Linked DNA regions of Mus musculus: region 1 is linked to region 2. A link is a contact called in public HiChIP or PLAC-seq data. All regions are on one chromosome and are shown on one strand. The core of a region is the stretch at or near the end of the contact, and the rest is flanking DNA. Distances in the headings are between cores, read along the strand shown. Region 1 holds the start of Gm40575 (a long non-coding RNA gene). Region 2 holds the start of 3110009F21Rik (RIKEN cDNA 3110009F21 gene).

Region 1 (7,225 bases), core at 2,705-5,204, 43 kb before region 2:
AGCAAGCAGCTCTTCTTACCTAGCCCTTTACGAAGCACTCTCCTGAAGCAGTGACACTGGATCAATGCATCTCTTAGCATCCCTGACATGAGATGAAACGATCCGTTTTCTTCCTCACATTGGTGGTAGTTTTTTTCTCCTCCTGGGTCAAGTGGCCCAGAAGCATCAAAGAGCGCTGAGCATCCTCGGTGGCCCAGGCAACCAACTGATCAGGCAACCCTGGGTGAACTGGGGTGATCATAGGAGCCCAGACAGATAGTCCCTGAACTTTAAAGAAAAATCAATATTCACCAAGAGTTTATGGTATCATAAAGTCTCTAGTATAGAGCCACTTCCTGGCTTCCAGGTGGCCCAAGGTGAGCCTGGCTGATTGCAGAACCTCTGGCAGGCCACTCTCCCTGAATATCAGGTTTGGGGGAGAGGGAGAAACAAGAGTCACCTGGGTCTGGCTGGGCTTCTGATGGAGGCAAAACCATTCCAAGACCCAAGTAGTGGGTAGCTCTCCCATTCCTTTAGAGGCACCCAGATGCAACAAATAGCCAAGTGTTGACTATACTGAGGCACTGAAGCTTTGGCTGGGATCCCCAGCTTCGCTGCTGTACCCAGGAAGCACCCAGTGCATTGTGGTATCCCTGCTGCGTGAGTAAACAAAACTCAGTGACTGCAGACTGATAAGTGTTATCCACCAAAGCCATAAACAGGGGAGTGGTGCCGAGGGCTGCTGGGGACAGACAGGGCTCCTTTGCTTCCCATACCTTGGGGCTGCTTCCTTCTCTTCCTTCCTTCTTAGCTCCCCCCACCCCCACCCCCAAACTCCATAGCCTCTCCCACTGCGTTGACTCTCTGTCTTCCATCTTTCAGCTGTTCCCCCACTCCCCTCCCATCACAGTCCTAGTGTGTAAAAGACCAACTAGATCCTCTCCCACCAATGGTCAGCTCTTTTTCAGTTCTTAGATACTGCCTGGGCTTTTAGCTAGTGCAGGATGGTTGAACCAGAATAGGGTGTTCCTGGGTGGCTCAACGACCTTGTCTGGCAGCGCGATGATCCAGCCATAGGCACCCTGTGGGGCTGAGGTAGAAAGCCTGGGCTGGGTCTTGTCTGTTCCTTACAAGGGTGTGTCTTTGGCAAGTCCCTTAGCTTTGCTACCCGTTAATGTAAAGTTCAGAAGTGCCCCAGAGGTAGTATGTATGTCCATGACCAAAGAGTTGCCATCATGGCTGCAGAGTCCCGAGGTCCTGCTTTGAATTGTGTCATAACAGTCTCCCGACACCCATGGGGTCAGGGAGTGTGGAGGTGTGGTGACTTACATAATGTCAGGGAGAAGTGGAGATCACTGCCCATAGAATGGCTTCAAAGGGCAGCTCCAGCCCAGGCGCCTCCTTGCTGATTTTATAGAATTCCACATCCTTTCAGGGTCTTGGGTTACAAAACAGTCACGGAGAACTCATGCGCCCCATTAACACTGAGACTTTTATGTATTTACAATTCAGCTTAAATTTTTACCCAGAGAAGTTTTCAAAATGTAACATGTGTTAGTCACTGCGTGAGTTGCGAAACCAAGGAAATATCTGCAAAGTGCTGGCCTTGACAATGTAATCTGGCAAGGCTTAGGGGGGGAATAAAAATAACACTCATGGCTCGGTAGCGTCGCCATCTCTGAGGGTGGGGGGGAGAGCAGAGCCCTTCCCAAGCCCACAGGTGGCTGCTGTGCATATGGGTACACGGGATGGGTGCCTACCCCAGGCCTTTCCTCTCTCTTTTCTCCAGGGCCAGCTCAAGTAGTGCCCCAGGCGGGATGGTTGAGCTCAGCCAGAAGTGGCAGGGACAGACACCAGTGATTCTGCATTCAGATGGGGCTTTTAAGACTGTACTCATTAGCCAGAAGGTCTTGGGCACAGAGACTGGAGGACATACAGGGAGTGGCGGCCTGTTCTGCTGTAGGAGTCCTGTTTAGGATGATGGACTTTGCGTTCCCCTCATGTGACAAGGCCAGCTTGAGTTTTCTAAACACAGCGAGCCTGCATCTCCCCACTGTGTTACAAGCCCACCCGGGTTTTTGGAGCTGACATAAAAGTTCCCGTCTGCACGTGTGTTGTCTGGATTTCTTGGATTTGTTTTTCTTGCTATTACACTCCTGAAAGATTCCTAGCCTAGCAGTGTTTCTGCAGGGGCAGAGGGCTGGGGCATCAAGCCCCTCTGAGTCTTGCCTTCACTGTCCCTTCCAGACTCACCAGCTTCAAGGGTTATATATACCTGTACCTTCCTCTGAGGCCCAAGGGGCCCACTCCCATTACCGAGGCTAGACTATGTACAGGATCCTGAGCTAGCCCAACCCCATATACTGCAAAGGCACTAGCCAGGCTGAAGGGCTTTGTCTGCTGCTTCTAGCTGCAGGGATCTGTAGATAGTATTGCCTGCATCCCATGCTCTCCCTGGAAGGGGCTCTGCCTACCTGGAACCACAGCTCTGGGATGTTACAGGAATGACAGCTGAGCCTCTTGAGACTCAGAGAGAGTGGTCTGTGATTCTTTTTGATCTACAGAGGAGGGAGCCAGGATGTGGTAGCACCTTGCTTGCTCATCACATTGGCCGTACACGACAGACCCGGGGCTGCACATGCCCAGGAGTCCCGCGTGTCCTCCCGAGGGCATACCTCTTTGATCTCTGAGCTCCATGCTTATTGCTCTACTGTAGTCCCCATAGCCTCTCCAACTGTCCCTGAGACTAACAGCTTATATTCCTAGGTTCTGCACGTATCTCCCTCCTGTCCTCACATATCACCTCCTCATTTCTTCCTTGCTGTCTGGTGACAGTATCTGACTGTATGAGTTTTGCCAACTGTCTAGTTTGTACCCTCCAGGAAGATGGCAGGGTACAGGCTTGCTGGCAGAACCTGGCCTGGGCCAGCCTCATAGCAGACTCTGAACCTAGCTCCTTGAAGGAAGGGTTTGTTGATATTCCCCGAGGCTGGGTTCCATGTCTGGGCACAGGACCATTCAGCTCCCTCCTATCTCCAGGTCTTTGGCTGGTCAGCATTTCAAACGATATTGTTTCATATTAAATTATTTCAAATTCCACGGACCCTGGTTTCACAATCAAATAATTTGATCTTGTTTATAAATGGAATTTTTATGTTTTTGACAGCTTCTAGCTTTGCTAGGCTGGATGGTCAGTGGAAGTTTGTCCTCCTATGCCCTCCAGTCCATCTCTGTTACCTTCCCTGGAATATCTCGGAGTCCGGGAACTGTCCCGGAGTTGGGAGGCCAGCGAGGAGGGTGAGTGTCCTTAGGCGTCCTGTGAGGAGGTGACTTTACTAGCTAGGGATCCAGTGCCCAGGGCCTTCTTGGCTTTCCTGGCCTTTTCCATCTTCTGGCTACAAGCATGAGAAACCCCACAAATAAAGGAATTAGAAATGAAGCTTGGTACCCATCGCCCCCATGGCTTATCCTTTGGCTACAGAAGCTAAAGCGCATGTCCCTAAGCCCTGTCCCAGGTGCTTATACACTCTCTCCAGGAGTTTTCCTTTCTTCTGTCATCCCTGATCACCTTAAATGTCACCAGGGACACCCAAAGCCTTGTGGGATGAAGACCTAGATGTGAAAGACGTGACCTGTGGAGGCCTGGGTTTCGTGTGTGGACCTAGGAACTGGTGGCTGTGGGTGCTGATGTAAAGACTCCAGAACACACTGGTGGCTAAGCTGTCTATGCAGCAGGTCGAGGGGCCAGGCTGAGGAAGGCTGAGTACAGACACTGGGCTGAGGAAGAACGTTTGTTGTCGAGAAGACCATACTTGGCAGAAGTTGCCAGATCCCACCTGAAACAGATAAGAATATTAAACTAGTGTAAATATTTTAACCAATGAACTGAATCTCAGGCTCTCCCTAAGAAGTCCCCTTGCCACCTGGGAGGCTGTGCTCTCTGGACGGCCAATAAAATGGTGCATTTGTACAAGGTGCTGGCTGACTCATGCACTGGGCGAGCTGGAGCCCAGGGAGAACAGGGAGGTTGCCTTGTGCCTGAGTCTCAGAAAGGTCAATCGCTAGCTGCCTGAATGAGTCACCCCCCAAGTTTTCACAACTTGGAATCCCAAGTCCCTGGTGCAAATAATTAGGAAGTGGGGGGCCTTTAGGAGGGGGTGAGCTCATGATGGTGGAGTCCCTTGGGTGGATTAGCGCCTTTATAGAAACAAAATGTCTCTGTCTTCCTTTATCTGACAGGATCTCATGTGGCCCAGGCTGGTCTCAAACTCACTATGGAGTTAAGGACAATCTTGACCATCGGACCCTTCTTCCTCTGTCTGCAGAGAGCTGGCACTCTGCAGAATGAATCCAGGGCTTGGTGTAGGCCTGGCCAGCAGTCTATCAACAGAGCGGTATCCCCAGTACGTTCTCTCTTTCTCTGCCCCTCCCTCTCCCTCCGTGTCTTGTCTGGACAGAGAGGTCAGCCAACATGTGGCAAACCAAGTTAGTCTTTTACCAGAACCAAACAGACAGGCCCCTGGATCTTAGACTTTCAGGCTTAGACATTAAGCCTTCGGTTCAGTCTCAGACACAAGGGAAAGTCTAGATGCCCTAGTGCAAAGCCGTTAGGTAGAACGGATCCCCTAGTACTGGGAGGTGGGTCTACCTTTTGCTCTCTCCAGCCTGGCAACTGATTGGTTGAGGCCCACCTATATATCTGGGAGGGAAAACTGTTCTCTGGAGCCAATCCATTCCCATTCTAAAGTCATGCTCAGATGCCCGAACAGAACTGGCCCCCAGTAACACGCGCTCTTTATCTGGCTTCCTGGCCCTGCAGACAGAAGCAGACTTGATCGTCAGAAGACATTCTAGGAGCCTCTTGTCTTTTTCCTTCCTTGCTCTTCTTTGATATATCCCAACTACAGTCCCCCCTCCTCTTCCTCCTCCTCCTTCCTCCTCCTCTCTCCCCCACACTGATCTTCCACTCTACCTCCCCTTAGAAAAGGGCAGGCCTCCCAGAAGTATCAACTAAATGTGGCACCACACGCTTCATTAAGACCAGGCACAAACCATAACACCAAGGCTGGGTGAGGCGGTCCAGCAGGCAGAAAAGGGTCCCATGGATAGACAAGAGTCAGCCACTCCAACTGTTAGGATTCCCATAAGCTCAACACCAAGCTACTCATCCATATCACATGGACAGAGGACCTAGGCAGAATCCCACAGGCAAGGAGTCTCTTTTTAAAATATTCTCTGAGTCCCACTGGGGTGATAAGAGGCATCCTGGTCTTCTGGCTGAAAGCATGGATGACCTGGATCAGCTCCATCAGCATCCCTGCTCAGAGGGTGTCTGGATGTTTCCACAAGGCAGATTGGAACTGAACTGCTGAGAGAGCACAGTGAGGACCCTAGTTCTACAGGCTTCCCCGAGGGGTCCCCAAAGCTGGTGCTAGAGGGCGGACTCAGGAAAGCTCCAGAGAGAGTCGACTGGTAAGGTCTTAGTCAATTGCTCTAGGCTCAGGTCAGGCACTTTAGTCTGAAGAATCCTCTGGGTGTTGGATGCAGGTCAAAGCTTGCCGAAACTGTTTCCCTAGGGCACCCTGAGTTCTTCCAGAGCCTGGTGTTCCTCACTGCACCGCCATGGTCTTTGTTGGCCCATATGGACTCTCATGTCTGCTCTCATATTAAATGTTGGGACCATGCGTAGCTACAGACCTTTAGCCTCTATCTCTACAGAAGCCCTTAGCCACCAAGGGCTAAGTATCCAGACTGGAGGATGCCCAGCTGATGCGCAGGCCTCGTAGAGGCCTGAGGGAAATGGAACCTTCATTTGTGTCATGTCAATGGACGTTTAAACCCAAACAGGCTAAACACACACAGTGTGGATGGTTCAGTGTGCACGCTGAGATCAGCAAATGCTGGGGCACACAGACCTGAGGTTTGTGTCCATGTGTAAGGTGCACCTGCGTGTACCAGGATGGATGGATATTTATCACAGAAAAGAAAGCAATAGATGAGACAAAGCGTGGCCCGTTTGGGGGGCATTAAATAAAAAGAAAAACAGACAGTGGTATATGCTTCTAGAAGACCAGGCAATGGCTGTTTATGTCATCATTTATGTCATCATCAGACACACAAAACATGACAAATCTCATTCTGAGTTCCCTTATTTCAGCGAGCCTTCAGCAGGCCCCAGGAGGTGGGTGGTAGCTTTCCATCCACTTTGTGAGTAAATGACTGAGGACTAGGGAGGGGATGGCCATGTCTAGGCAGTAGAGGTGGTCTATGATGAGGTGGGATGTGGCCCTGAGGTCTTGTCTCCTTATTGATGGTGGTGAGGATGTGGGAGAGTACGGACGAGGCAAGATCTACTCATTCTTCTTTAAACGTTTTCATTCCTGTGTGTGTGTGTGTTATATATGTGTGCTCATGTGTACACGTAGGGCAAAGAGGTATGTGTCTGTTACCTTGTGCACACATGAGGACCAAGGACAGCCTCGGGTGTCAGTCCTCACCTGGCAGAGTCTCTTTTGCTTTATCCCATGTGACATCTCTTCCAGGCTAGCTGGCTATGACCTTCAAGGGAAGTCTTCTATCTCAGCCTCCTACGTTATTAAAAGATGGTGGGATTACAGATAACACCTCCATGAGATTAAGCTCTTATAGGTCTTCAGGCATATGCAGTAGATGTTTTAACCTGCTGGGTCATGCTCCTGGCTCTTGTTTCCATAGTGTGTGTGTGTGTGTGTGTGTGTGTGTGTGTGTGTGTGTGTGTGTGTGTGTGTATGTGTGAGTGTGTATGTATGAATGAATGAGGATGGAGCCCAGAGACGATGACAACTTCCTCTCTTCCTTCCTTCCTCTGTTCCTCTGCCCCCCTCCCTGTGATCGACCCCACTCCCCCATGACAGCTGGCCAGCAAGCTCCAGCACTTTTCCAGCTGAGGGATCTTCCAGTCTCATTTTCTCCTTCTACCTTTCCAGTCCCCTTGAATTTCCCCCTGGGTGCTTATCTGACTTTATTTTACAAACTGCCAACAGAAGATCTCTGGCTAGGGACAATGAGTCTGGGATTCCTTTACTGTGTTTTACTACATTTCAAAGTAAAACGCTGTCATTTTTTTTTTAAACTTCGCCCTATATCGAGGGGAGAGGGTTGAGGCCTGTAGGGAGTTGGTGGAAGAAACAATCGGGATGCTATCAAAGTGTCCCCAAGCCTTGGCGCCTGCTTATTCATGGATATCAGCTCTGTGTGCTGTAGTTCT
Region 2 (7,154 bases), core at 2,120-4,619:
CCGGTCAGTTTTGGCTCTCTAGAACCTGTCAATCATTTAAATATTTCTAAAATTACAGGATTTGCTTGGGAGCACAAAGAGTTGAGAAAATGCATGAACAATACTGTCCTTGGGTCCCTCCCTCCTTCTTCCAGAACCCCTTCAAGGGACCTCACCAATTATGAAGGAAAACCGTGTAATTTACCAGTAAACCTAACAAGTTGGAAAAAATGGAAAGACCCAGAGCCAGTAATCAAGACCCTTCCAGCATTTCTGGAGCATTCTTGGAACAAGCCAATCATGTGGTCAGTTATCAAATATTTACCGAGTAATTCTTTTGCATGAGGCTCCTTGCTAGGAGTCGTGGGATGGGGGTTATTATGTGCATCCCCTTAGTGGGTAAGTATGATTTGCACAGTGAGTTATGGCCAACATCTGAAGACTGAAATAGAAGACAAAAGAAAAAGTGAACAACAGAGGTATAAAATGTTCCGTCTCAAAATGTATGTCTCAGATCTGCATACATACATGAATTAGATTTTGGTACATCATATACTTATTTTGGCTTGTAGTCAAATGTGGGGACTTCCTGTTGTGAGAAAATTTCAGCATGCGGCAAGAGATCTTTCCTATTGGTAAAGTTATGGCCAAGACACGGAGAAGTTGTCACATTAATTGAGTGGGCAGTTGATCTGCTGTTATGGGTAGGTCCCATGTCCATATTCAACCAAATACAGGTTGCACAGATCTGAAATACAGCTGAGCTGTACTCAACACCATCACCATTTCTCAAGGCCTGTGCAGCAGCCTCTGGCATAGAGCTTCCGTTTTCAGCCTTGCATCCCGAGTAATCTAGAGTAATATGCGTAGGAGGCCGGACAATATGTTATATAAAACACATCCATGGGGTTCGTGTGTGCTGGGGACCTGGAGCCATTTTCCCAAGACACCCAGGGACAAAAGCTAAGGGTGGTAGTGTGATTTTGCTGGACACTTGACAGGATGTTTGTCCTTGGTGAGGCACAGAACAATTGATACCAGGTACAAAGGCCAGTGATAGCAGCGTCCGAATGCTGGGGTAACCAGGGTTGCTCTGAGAAAGGCTGTGGGAGAGGCTTCACCTTGTCCTGAGGGCAAGAGGACTCTCAGTAGGTCTTGTTTCTGAAAACTTATCTCTCATTCTTTGTTTCCACCCCAGGTATGCGAGCATGGCGGGAAAACACACTTGAAATGATCATTTAAAAATGTAGGGCTATTACAGGTAAACTATATAAGGCTGAATTCCAAAAGCAAGTGAAATATACGTGTGAGATTCAGAGACTAAACAGAGGTGATGTGGGACGGGAAAGAACTATAAACAGCGAGTGTACAAGTGTATGTGCCCTGAACAGTCAGGGTGGACAGCAAGAAAGCTCTCTGTATTTGTCAGGCAAAGCACAAGGTGAACCCAACCAGGACACAGGGATGGTGCAAGCAGAAGTGGCAAGAGGATGAACCTGAGGCGATGGAACGTGCACTTATCCAGAGAGATACCAGGTTGCTGATTGTAAGGCAGGAGTGGATAAAGCAAAGCTGTTAAGACCTAGAAGGCTATGGTGAAACGTAGTCATGATTCAGAAGTTTGAATGATCGGGATCCAAACCACTCGCTCATGCCTGTAATGGCTGCTCAGAAATTGCAGAAAGCTTTAGTTTAGGGAGTTTAGGGAGACTCAGCCTCAAAGAAACAGGTGGAGAGTAATAGAGGAGGAACCAGTATACTACACTACACTACACACTCACACAAACACTCACACATTCTAGACACACACACACACTCATACACACTCAGACACACACACACTCATACACATACACACACACACACACACACATATATATATATATACATACACACACTCATATATACTTACACAAATGCACACACACATGCACACAGACACCCCACACAAACATATACACACATACACAGATACATATGCACATGGACACCCCTACCCACCTACATACACATGCACACAGATACCCCCCAGACACAGATACACACAGACATACATAGATATACACACTACACATCGCATACAGACATACATACAAATACCACACACAAATGCACACACAACAAACATACCACTCCTGCACCCTCACCCCACACAGACACACATAGACACACACCACACACACATATACCACACATACACACACACTACACACACACACCACACCAGAGACACAGACACACACACACCACACACATGCAAATAGATAACCAAATGATAAATAAAAAAAATCTCTAAAATAACATCCAATTGATAGCGTGCATGGTGGCACCTGTCTGTTAGCCTTAACATTTGGGAGGCAGAGTTAGAGGACACAGAATTCGAGGCCAGTCTGGACTACATAAGACCCTGGCCTCAACAGCTTTTAAACAGAAAAGTGATAGGTTATCTATGATCTGAAGCTGGCAGGGGGAGCAGAGGGAGAGCCCTGAGAAGTCTGGCTGAAGTCAGTGAGGGCGAGAGCAGGGTTGGCCAGGCACTCACAGCGTAGATGGAGATGGGAAGAGTGTGGGAGAACCCAGTGTGGTTGGAGCTGAGCAGAGGCTCAGAACCTTCTGCTGGGACAGTGAATGCTTCAACGCCCTGCGTGTTCTGCATTCCCTGTTGCATGGGGGAACCCTCAGCTCTGCCCAAGTGCTATGAAACTGACCACATACTCATAAACAATGCAGTGCGGGGCGGCTATGTTCTAATAAAGCTTTATTTGCAAATGCGGGCAGTGGGCAGCATTCTCATACTTGTGGCTTTCAGATCCTTGATCTTAACAGGATGACGGTGGTCACACCCCCTAGGAGGGGTCTGCAGATGTTTCTGATTGTCAGGACTTAGGGAGGGGAGGCTAGGAATGCTGACTAATGTCCTGTGATACACAGGACGACCCCCATGATAGCACACCACCCCCTAACCCCCACTGATGTTAACAGTGCCCTGGCTAAGAATTAGGGTCTGAGCACAGAACAACCTGTGGCCATGTGATCACTGGGGACGGAGTGACTCAGGAAATGACAATGTGGGTTTGCCGTCACGGACTCACCTCTTCTTTCCATACAGCACATGAGTGGTGTGAAAACGATGAACTCCCCATTAAACTTAGGTCAGTAACTAAAACCATGAATGGCCTGGCTGGAGGGCTGTAGTAACTTTAAACACATTTCTTTTTACTGCGTGTTTATGGGCAGCCATTTAGGTCTCTCCAGAAGGACATGCTGCATCGATTAAGATCTCGGTGGGTCATGTGTTCGGAAAACATTAAACAGACCCATGCTGCTCTGAAAGCCTCTGCGGTTCCCTTCCCCTGTGACCCCAGGGTCCAGCCACACAGGACTGTCCCATAGATGAGACTCTGCTCCCTCCAAACGTCGACCACACATATGCCCCATGGGCTTTTGTTTTAAATCCCCTCTTTGGTTCTATTTGCCTCTTAGCATGGAGGAACTTTGCAGGGATGACTTGGGGCTGAAGGGCAGTTAGTTGAGCTGATTTACTCTCCTGGGTGAATATTAAGCTCTATTCATTTCTTATTCATGTCTGAAGAACCTTCATGAATGTATCATCAGCCATAGCAGGTAAGCACGTGGTCAGCTCTGTGCAGGTGGGTGCCCTGACAGCCATGCCGGAGTCCCGGTCCCTTCTATATCTCTATGTGCCTACAGAGTGGCCCAACTTACTGGCCTGGTTGTTGATGCCTTTGTGGCTTTGGGAAGCAGGGTTGGGGTGTCTTGTCTACCCCCAAAATTCTTCTGTCACAGCCTAAAATAGTTTTGGAAAGAAATACTCTGTTTCTCTTACAATATTTTCAAGCTATTTGAAAAATTTACAATACTGTTCAGTGTTGTAACTTTTGACATACTATAACATCGCCTTTAAAAATACTTGTTACATTATAACATGCAGTTTGGTGCCTTAATGAGCTGATAACCAATGCCAATGCTCTTAGAAATATCTGTGTTATTTCAGTTTTTAAAATTGTATACTTTCCCACATACATATCTATGGCAAGGTCTCAGCGTGTAGCTCCATTGGCCTGGAACTCATTATGTACAGCAGCTGGCCTCAAACTCACAGAAATCCTCTGCCTCTGCCTCCTGAGTGCTGGGATTAAAGACATGCACCACCATGCCTGGTCCAACACTGGTATTTCTTTATACAATTCATCTTATATATTTTAAAAATAACACTTGCCAGGCATGATGGGCTCATGCTTAGAATCTCGGCAAAGAAACTGAGGCAGGAGGATTAACAAAAGATTAAGTTCACGCTGGAGCCAGCATCTCACTAGCCTGGGTGATGGCCTGAGACCCATCTCAAAATAGCACAACAAAACTTTCATTTTAAAATAGTTTTAGACTAATTGAAGTCTTTCAAAATGGGCAGTGGTCCCGTATCCTATACTGACTCCTGTGACGGCATGCTACAATAACAGGACACATTAATCACACCGAATGCCCCAGTCCCCAATGCATTAGTATGCCAGGACCCACCCTGCCTCCACCTCTTTACTTCTGACTGTTCCCACATGCCGCTCCGTGCCTGGGTGCATTTAACGAGGACAGTCTGTTTGATCTTTCCTTACACTTGATCGTTTGAGGGACACTAGTCAAGTGTCTGCAGGGTTGGCCTCACTGGGATTCATCTGGTGTTTTCCTGGTGCTTAGCCAGGTGTTGAGAGGAAGGCCCAGGTGAAGGACCGTTTCCTCCACCGCTCTCCTGGACACAGGCTGTCAGCACGCCCAGTCCCTGCTGTGTTGACCCTGCTCTGTTGACCTACATTGCCCTGCTGACGCACTGCTGGGCTTCCCCACTGAGAAGCTGCCAATCTTCCTGGTTCCCTAGTGTCCTCTTTGGGAGGAAGTGACCACGCACAGGCCACGTAAGAGGGTGGCAGGTATATGACACCTATCTGAGGCTAGAGGACCTACATAAACAACTCCAATCGCTCATCTTCTCACCCCCCCCCCCAACTTGATTATTTATTCCATCTGTTAAGTGAGACAAGGCTCCGGTGTGTTTATTGTATGTTTTGGGCTCCTATCCAATACTATGCTATTTATTCTGTTGCTCAGACAGATGCAGATCTGGCTCCTGGGGATTCATCCCGTGGGTGTCTGTGACTGTGGCCCTGCTGACATTCAGGTACTTTATGGGGTTTGTGGTCATGGTTGCTCCGTTTCTTCTTTCCAGGCATTTCATTTAAGAGGCTTCAGGCTTCTTGTGTTTCCTTCTGCTAGAATCCCAATTCTCGTTCTCTCTCTCTCTCTCTCTCTCTCTCTCTCTCTCTCTCTCTCTCTCTCTCTCTCCCTCCCTCCCTCCCTCCCTCCCTCCCTCCCTCCCTCCCTCCCTCCCTCTCTCTCTCTCTCTCCCTCCCTCCCCCTTCCTCCCTTCCTCCCTCCCACCTATCTGTTTGAGCACACTCATGAGTGTGTGGTAGGCCAGACACTAATCCTCTGTGTTTTTCTCAGCCACCATCCTCCTGATTTTTTGAGCTAGGGTCTCCTTCTTGGCCAGGGGCAGACAGACTCAGTTCGGCTGACTGGCTGTCAAGCTCCAAGGATCCCCCTGCCTCTGCGCCCTCAGCACTGGGACTACAGATGCACTGTCACACTGGGGTCTTAACGTGGGCCCTGGGGACCTGAACGCAGGCCCTCATCATCTCCCCAGCCCCTCCCCTCACTTTCAGGATTTCCCGGAAGCCTGTCAGAAACCAAGATTTATGTCTAAGAGATGGATGCATCCACCATTACTCAGGTGCTGGCGCCGTGTGGAGCTCTCTGCTCTTGGGGCAGAAGAATATCTGTGGGGGGTTAGGCACACACAATCAAGACGAGCTCCACACGTGACCAGCTATGTTTGCAGGACGCTTACCACGAGTTCCTGTCTACTTGCTCCTTCCAGCTCTCCTCACATGACTCTCTGGCCTCTCCTCCCCTCCTCTGTGCTACCCCCTCTCAAATAACACAGTTCCTTTCACCGCCTCCCCCAGGTGTGTTAGGGAGACACTCTGCACTGTGTCACAAGACGGGCGCTTTGAGCAAGGAGGCCAGAAACAAAACAGGAAGGAAGCAAGGAAGTGCCGGCCTGGCTGCTTTAAGGCTGCGGGGAAACTCTTGTCTCCTCAGATCTAGCAAGTCTTAGGTGGGGATTGGCACTCTCCATGGAGCAGGACCCTCAAGCAGAGGCTGTGACGTCTGCTGTTGTCTGCCTCAGCCTAACCTGTGGGTTTGGTATTCAAAGCTGCTCTGTTCTGGCACAGCGCCTTAGCTGTACTGGCCGGAAAGGAGTCTGGAAGGTCACCAGCTACATGCAAGGCAGAAAGTTCAGGCTTTGCAACAAAGCTCTGTATTCTGCATGCAGCCCACCTGCTTGCTAGAGTAACTCCAACAGAAGGTCCAGGGGCTGGTGGATGGCTCCTGAAAGCAGGGCCTCCTCCTTCTTCCTAGGTCTGTGTCTGCAGCTTCGCTCAGTCAGCTTCTGTAGGGGACGTTATAGATAGCCTCACCTTTTGTGTCTGATGAACTGGGCTTCCTCTTTGGGAGAGGCTGTGCCCAGCTCAGGAGAGAGAGGGCGCTGTTTCTTGGTGGCTCTGGGTGCAGAGGCCTGCCAGTCTTCTCCAGGCCTTGGTTGCTTGGCACAGATCCTTGCCTGGCAGGTACTGTCAGGAGCACGAAGGTTACTGCAGAGCATGAACTGGCCTTTGTCAAATATTTTGCAGGCTTACTGTGTTTGAAGTAAGTTTTGGGCGCTGGGGCTTATTTCATTCCAGGAGAAGTTTCTAGAAACAGGTGAAGACCTCTCCTGCGTGTAAAGTAAATAAGTGTCTGTCCTGGCCTCTTGCATACTGGCAGGACTAAAACCAAATCCTTTGAGAATAAACTGATGTTTTTGTGACCTGTCTCTAGCTTTGCTGTGTAGACCGTAACCTGTGGTCACAAGGAGTAGCGACCAGGAACTGAGAGGCCAGCCAGGAAGCACTGGCTCTGGACACTGTGTGCCCCTGGAGAAGTTCAAAGTTCTTCAGCTGGGTAGAGTACACACTGTTTGAAACATGAGGGAACCTGGTCATAGGGCCTGTGTGTGCTCATGGACCAGATGCTTTGAATTCCTGGCTGCTAGAAAAAGC

Evidence for each region. HiChIP or PLAC-seq counts read pairs in DNA pulled down with a chosen protein or histone mark.
Region 1: a contact with region 2 is called in an HNF4G HiChIP or PLAC-seq map of pancreatic cancer cells. The contact joins the enhancer-like site here to the promoter of 3110009F21Rik in region 2. A contact is called at or near these places in 2 of 15 datasets of contacts at CTCF or cohesin (both in the NIH/3T3 cell line), 10 of 484 Hi-C or Micro-C datasets (3T3-L1-derived adipocytes, embryonic stem cells, liver and 2 more) and 7 of 115 datasets of contacts at active chromatin or transcription factors (the NIH/3T3 cell line, embryonic stem cells, intestinal crypt epithelium and 3 more).

The regions. Positions count from the first base shown.
Region 1 is chr12:110,197,875-110,205,099 of GRCm38.p6, reverse strand. Gm40575 (a long non-coding RNA gene) reads right to left here and starts at 217. Exons shown (of 3, transcript XR_873010.2): 1 at 20-217. Within about 2 kb of position 3,954, at least 12 of the 459 cell types and tissues checked have an H3K27ac peak or open chromatin away from gene starts, as enhancers often do. A contact at or near this core is called in pancreatic cancer cells, where this site is marked.
Region 2 is chr12:110,154,288-110,161,441 of GRCm38.p6, reverse strand. 3110009F21Rik (RIKEN cDNA 3110009F21 gene) reads left to right here and starts at 3,369. Exons shown (of 3, transcript NR_045466.1): 1 at 3,369-3,603; 2 at 5,101-5,170.